Linked DNA regions of Mus musculus: region 1 is linked to region 2. A link is a contact called in public HiChIP or PLAC-seq data. All regions are on one chromosome and are shown on one strand. The core of a region is the stretch at or near the end of the contact, and the rest is flanking DNA. Distances in the headings are between cores, read along the strand shown.

Evidence for each region. HiChIP or PLAC-seq counts read pairs in DNA pulled down with a chosen protein or histone mark.
Region 1: a RAD21 HiChIP or PLAC-seq map of pro-B cells shows a contact between it and region 2, with 4 times the contacts expected there. The contact joins two enhancer-like sites. A contact is called at or near these places in 1 of 15 datasets of contacts at CTCF or cohesin (pro-B cells), 3 of 484 Hi-C or Micro-C datasets (the G1E-ER4 cell line, large pre-B cells and nephron progenitors) and 3 of 115 datasets of contacts at active chromatin or transcription factors (T-cell acute lymphoblastic leukemia, bone marrow-derived dendritic cells and large pre-B cells).

Annotation. Positions count from the first base shown.
Region 1 is chr16:93,138,264-93,141,544 of GRCm38.p6, forward strand. No RefSeq gene overlaps it. Among named protein-coding and RNA genes, the nearest start is that of Gm30474, 7.9 kb to the left of the region's middle. Within about 2 kb of position 1,523, at least 19 of the 459 cell types and tissues checked have an H3K27ac peak or open chromatin away from gene starts, as enhancers often do. A contact at or near this core is called in T-cell acute lymphoblastic leukemia and pro-B cells, where this site is marked.
Region 2 is chr16:92,926,919-92,930,319 of GRCm38.p6, forward strand. No RefSeq gene overlaps it. Among named protein-coding and RNA genes, the nearest start is that of Gm41499, 28 kb to the right of the region's middle. Within about 2 kb of position 1,408, at least 64 of the 459 cell types and tissues checked have an H3K27ac peak or open chromatin away from gene starts, as enhancers often do. A contact at or near this core is called in T-cell acute lymphoblastic leukemia and pro-B cells, where this site is marked.

The DNA of each region.
Region 1 (3,281 bases), core at 273-2,772, 210 kb after region 2:
GACATCTTAGCTCTCAATCCCAGCACTGCACTTCCCTTGTTCTAACCTCTGCCTCCCCGTCCCCCTGCCCCTAGTATAACACACAGAGGGAAGAAGGGAGAGACAGGGAGAGGGGTGGAGTCTATAGCATAGGAAGCCGAAAGTGGCTCACCTGGATATTACCATAGAAGTCGGAGATTTCAAAGGCTCTTCTAAAGTCTGAGGACAGTTAATGAAGTGGGAGAAAATTAAGTGCAGGACACCAAATCCTTGGCAGTGATACTGAAATCGGGGTGCGGAGCACTGGGATCTAATTTCACATGTTTCAGGAACTTGTAAAGTTATGTTGGTCCTTTCAGTAGCTTATATCCAAAACATAATCTTCAGGCTCTAATGTCACCGCCATCGTGCCATCAAACTAACCCCTATGCAAGCACAAACTGGGTTGATAATATCCATCTATTAAGGAAAATGCACACAAGATCAAAGTATAGCCAAGTGCATTATGGAGAATTATTTATGTCTTCTAGAAGATTATCCTTGGGTGCAGTTTCTCATGATAAGAACCTGGCCTGACTTTGTTCTACAGAGTCAGAAAGCCTCCTGTATTAGATGCCGCTCTATTGCCTCCTTAAGTGGAGTTGAAAGAACAAAGCGTTTTCCAGAAGGAACGGGGCCCTATCTGTCCTCAGAGCTGCCCAGAGATCAAACAGGTCTTTTTAGCAGTTTTATTAGACATCTTCAGAGGCCTTCAAAAAATACTCGGTTTTATAAGTGGTGAGAGCTAGTGGGTGGGAACTCCTGCGTGTAAACAAGTGGAGTTGTCAATCATGACTGTTGAAAAGAAACTATTCCTTAACAGGGAGGGCTGTATGGATACACTTCTGGGTTCTCCTGTTTTGTATAATGATGCTTTTATATTAGTTTAAGAGGTGAGCTTTCCAACCACTGAAGTGTTCTTACGGTAAACAGATCGTGGTGGTGTACCATTCTGCATTGCTAGGCAGGAAAATATACAGAGAAAATTCTGTCCCTGGGCTTATTTACTGGAGTGGAACTGTGTGGTGCCAGGACTCTCCAGGCCAAGGTGTCAGTGGGATTTGTTCAAGGTTGCCAGGAAGAATCTGCCCTGGGCCTCTCTTAGCCCAGTGCTCCTTATAGTTTAAAAGCATCATTTTAAACTCTGTCCCCACCTTGACTGGAGAGGGGCGGGGAGGGAGGGAGAAGAAAAGGGAGAGGGGAGAGGGGAAGAGGAGGGGAGGGAGGTCTCAATTTTCCAATTAAGGGCAGATTCTGAGGGGCAGGAAATGACTACTCGAGGTGTGATTTAGTGGTAGAAAATTTGCCTGGCACGCATAAGGATCCCGTTCAATATCTAGCAAAGGAGGAAAGAAAATTGAGACATCAGTTACAGCTGGTCCTTCCTTTTGACTTCTCCTCCCCCCCCCCCCCCCCGCTTGGTTCTTGGGCCACCTGGGACCTCTGAGAAGCAGCTATAGAAGTCTTCAGTGTGAAAGGCCTTTGGGAAAACAAGGTCTCCTGGGTCATCTCTAGTACATCTGACTCAACTGACATCCTCAAGAAGGGCTTGCCACCAGAGTCTCACACACAACTTGCCCAGCAGTGTGAATGCTGCTTTTCAACGAGCCTCAGATTCTCCTGCCTTCCTGGAAGACTCAAGTGAAATCAATTCTCATGTTTTTACCTAATGAGACGATCGTAGCAAAGTCATCATTTTAGCAAGCTGGAATTCTGGGAGTGGTGGTGATGGGGTAACATAGGCTGAGGTCCTACATGGGGAAGAAACCTAGAACAACAGATTCTTATTTCCTTTTCTTTTAATATAAAAATAAGAACCCCAAAGTAATATGGCACAGGGAAAAAGAATGTTCTGGGTGCACAGAGAAAAAAGCAAAACACTACATATCCAAACTCTAATGATATTTTATTATTTTCCCCTAATTATTATTGTTTACTGATTATAAATGAGAGTCTTATTGTCAGGAAGCCCCTTTGTTGGGACTGGAGAGACCACCCAGTGGTTATGTGATTACTGCTCCTCGGGAAGATATAAATTTGGTTCCAAAGCCACACGTAAGTCCATTTCCATAAGTATGGGATGGCCCCTACCCCCACCTCTGTGAGCACCTACCTTTGTGTGTACGGACCCACCCATAGACACGTATACACAATCAAAACTAAAATACACTTTAGTCAAAGACAGGCCCTTTGTCACACTAGCCCACCGACTAATGGGTTCCACAACGTAATTACCAGTGTCCAGACATTTTAAAGACCTAAGGGTTGGGAACAACAACAACCCCATCCTCCTAAATGATGATTTTTCTTGAGGCTCTCTACACGGATGGAGATGCGACTCCCTGTCATAGCAAACGACCTCTCTGAGCACTCGCGTCGCACTAATTGATCTTTTAATTGGTTCAGTCAACACTAGAGTCTTTGCACTCAACAGGGACTAATTGCTACAAGCAACTGCAGCCGCTCAGTGCTGGCTCAGTGTTGAGAAGACAGACCGTCAACTGCCTAGAAGGGGTAGCATCGACCCGGTGTTAGCTACGCTGACAGGATGCTGCACTCCCTGCAAAGAGCGTTTATCTAGCGATGTACAAAGCCGGTTAGTCAGAATGGGCAGTCACTAGGGTTCCTAGCTTACATGTGTTTTTTTTTCCTAATGAGATATGATAAGCCACTGACTAGTTTCTTTATTCCCTCAGCATCTCTTGTACCACAAAACCTTAATCCATTCCCTTATTACTAGGTGTGCCAGTTCATCCTCTGGTTAGGATCTAGAGCCATCCAGGAGGCCATCCTCTGAATAGCACTTGCTGTCCTGTTCACCACGTTTTATTGTATTGCATTTTATCTTATTTGAACTACGAAGTTTTCCAGTTGCCCTCAATCAAGATAAAATGTTTCCACCCTAAGCACCCCATTTGAGAGAATTTTTTCTCCCTTTAATACTGAGTTTGGGAACTCATCTGGGTTAGCTCGACTTCTAAAGTATGTCCAAGAATCTTTTAGAGAAGCATTTGTCTGAGTTTTAATTGCGTGTCTGCGTGTGTGTACGGCTGAGTGCTAATATCCATGGAGGGCTGAGGAGCTGGACGTACAGGCAGGTGTGAGCTGCCCAGTGTGGGTTCTGGGAGCTGAACTGGAGTTCTCTTTGAGAGCAGAAGGCATGCTAAAGCATCGCCCAACCTCCACAGTGATCAGCTTAAAACTCATTCCTCCATTAAAGCGTGTAAATGAGGTCTTCAAAAAGGTGGGTCTTCGCTGTTGAC
Region 2 (3,401 bases), core at 158-2,657:
AATAATTTTTTTTTTGTACATAGTCATGGTCACTCATCAAGTGCCACAAGTAAATTGCTTTCGGATTGTGAGATCAGAGTAGAATACTTGCCAGAGACCACACGGTTTGCAAAGTCATACTGTCTAGACCGTCACTCGCATACACTTGTGGATGTGGGGCGGGGTTGTGAAGCTCTGAACCACAGAGACCCTTCTGGAAGCTGTTTTCTATCTCATCAGTGCTTCCCAACTGTTATAGGTAGATGGGCTACTGTGTGCAGCACACAGTGGTTTATATAGGCCTTACTAATTCCTTCTGTGCAGTTAACTTGAAAAATGTGCAATGTCACTTCTGGGCCAATAACTAGAAGTTGAGATTAAAAACAACGGCCCTGTCAAAAAATTGACATAGTGAGCGGCCAGGGAAGGGAAAGGCAAGGTTCACTTGCTTATTGCCACGTTTATGATTAGTTTGATAGATACTTCATCTATTACGGCAAATAAGCAAGTGGAGTAATGCATCACAATAATAGGCAGTCTTCCAAATTATCAGGGCTATGAGTCCTTCTAATAATCAGCAAAAGGAAAGGGAGAGGGAGAGAGAGAGAGAGAGAGAGAGAGAGAGAGAGAGAGAGAGCGCTACACATACAGTAGTACAACTCCGTGCCAGGTGAATGTTCCACTCTGCACCCCATTCTCCCTGCTTTGGGGACCAGCTGTCCTCCATAAACATGCTGCGGCTGACTCCTTTATGACATTCGTGGCTGCCACCAATGGAAGTTTTCATCCCCATCTCTGGGCTCAGCTGGGAAATCCAGGAAACAAATCAAAATCAAGCACCAAGTTAAAAGAGGCACGGGAACAGAGATGAATAAATCTGCTCCAGGAAGGGTTTAGAGATCCAGGGGGCCACATGAAAGACCTTCCCTAAATCAACTCAGGATGGGGCTGCCTGGGTGGTGGGGGAAGGCAACATGCAGCAGACATCTGACAGGAAGCAGTGTGGTGGTGGTGGTGGAGGGAGAGCTACTGGAAACCGTGCAGGTTGGTCTCAGACAAATGAACACAGGGACCCTGTGGCCCCCTCTCCTTGTCTGTCTTCCTCTCTAGGTGTGCAGTAAGGAATTCAGTGGGTGCATATCTAGGAGCAGATGTGGGAGAAGAATACAATGGCAGACAGAATTCTCTGTGGAGAAACGGATGGCTAGCCAGTGTGAAGCCTGATGCCTGAGGCAGTTACCAGAATCATCCCGATCCATTTGTATACACATCTTGGCATTAGCCCCATTGCACAGCTAAGGAAAGTGAGGCTTAATGGGCTTACACAACCTGCCCAGCATTATATGAAGCTCTTTAGGCAGAGGCCCCACTTCACGGTTATATGCTCAACTAGAAGAAAGCTTGCAGTATAGGGTATTTCCTGCCAGGGAGTGGAGAGGCAGACCTCTGCCATGTGTGGCTTCCAGGTCTCTGCCCTCTCTAAGCGTGAGCAGATGGGTGATGGGCGTGTCAGATCCTCCGGCAGCCCAGACACACATGGAGTGGGCATGTGAAATCAATCAGCCCAGTCAAAGAAGGAAAAGGTTTTGGCCTCCCTTGTGTCCCACATGTGGAAGGTATCGGAGCGACAGAGGAAGGAGGTGTGAAAGTCTCCAGTCCCCCCCCCCCCCCGCACCCCCCCTCCTCACTCCCCAGGCAGGGGAAACAGCTTGAGCACACGTGGGAAGACCAAGTCAGGCCCCTGAATCCCTGTCATGTTGATGGCTTGCTGCAGCCTGGGGTGTGCAGGGTCCATCTTGGGGTGGTATGAGAAGTATAGTCAGATAGTCAGAGGAGGGCGTCTTCCTTCCCACACTCCTCTCAACCTCTGCCTCTCTGCTGTGATGTTCCTCAAGCAGTGCGGGCCTCAGAAGGCTAAAGGGAGAACCCGTGCTCAGAGATGTCAGATCTCGAAATTATTCACCACTTGAGACCCATGCTTGCCAGGTTTTTCTAGCTGGTTCGTGCAGCATCAAGCCACGGCACAAGTGGGCACCATGGAATGCCACCCTGAAGCCAGGTTGCCACACAGAATCGAAGGTGAAGATCCAACCAGAGTGTCCATGAACTCCATCCTCCTCCTCTTTCATTAGGAAGCTCGTTCTGTAGCCTGGCCTTGGAATGAACAGAGATTTGGAGGAACCAAAGGATGCAGGTGTTTCTAGCTGCTGGGAGCTATGTCTGCTGCACATGAAGGGATGACTCTCTTGGGTAAGAGAAGCCTTACCTCTCTGTAAGGACACTGAGACTCAAGCCTTCTCTCTACAAAGAGAGTTATCTCCCCAGTGAATACACTATCTCTTGTCTTGCACAGGGAGACTCCAAATGCACCTTCCTTCCCACCCTCCAAACACCACTGCATTGGGTGTCCCATTTGCATCAATAACTCAAACAATGATTGGTCCTCCCCCTACCTCACTGGTTCCTCAGGAAACCAGGTCATCTGGTCCAGACCTGCCTTTCACTCACTCTTTCTTTTATCCATTCTTCCCCCAACAGACTCTAGGATGACACTCTTTCCCACTTATCCTTCAAACCTAGGGCTTGCCAGTTCACATGTGTTCCAGCCTTGATTAGTTTCCTGGGCTGAAGGTGGTTACTCTAGGCAGATTCAAGCACTTAGTGTCTGGGTATTTGCTTCCTACTAGAAGCTCCACAGCCGTATATGGTACACACCAAGGAATCTTAGTTAGGATTTCTGCCATTGTGATACTGCTCTAGAGTGTCAGCAAGGATCTAGAGCCTGTGTCCACCCGTCAGCTGTAGGTGAGGAGGGAAGGAGCAGGCTTCTGAGACAATGCAGCAGACATGCTGAAGGGGTCTCAGAAATCTGCAGACACCTTGCTTCACAACATCCTCCTCCTTCAGAGTTTCCCTGTATCCATAGATGGGCACCCATAGTGTCACAGAGATGTCACATTTTGTCCAAGGGCATCTGTACAACTTGTTGAAAATTTACAGCTGGCCAACAGGCTCTCTTCACAGGACTGAGAGACCTTTACTACAGATTTCTTTCTCTTCTTCCTCCTCCTCTTCCTCCTCCTCCTCCTTTCCCTCTTCCTCCTGCTCATTCTCCTGCTTCTCCCTTTTCTCTTCCTCTTCTTCTTCCTCCTCCTCCTGCTCCTCCTCTTCTTTCTTCTTCCTCCTCCTCTTCCTTTTTCATCTCCACCTCCTCCTCTTCTTCCTCCTTCTCCTTCTCTCCTCCTTCTTCAACTTTCTTTGGCAGGTTGCTGGAGTTGAAAAATCTGACAAAATCTCACTAATTGCAGTGGAATGCACCACTCATGCCAGCAAGGATCATGCCGGGCAGGGCATCCTGTGACACAGACGCAAAGGCAGCTCAGTCAGGAGCTTGTGCTGGGTGACTCACAGGAGACTTGAAT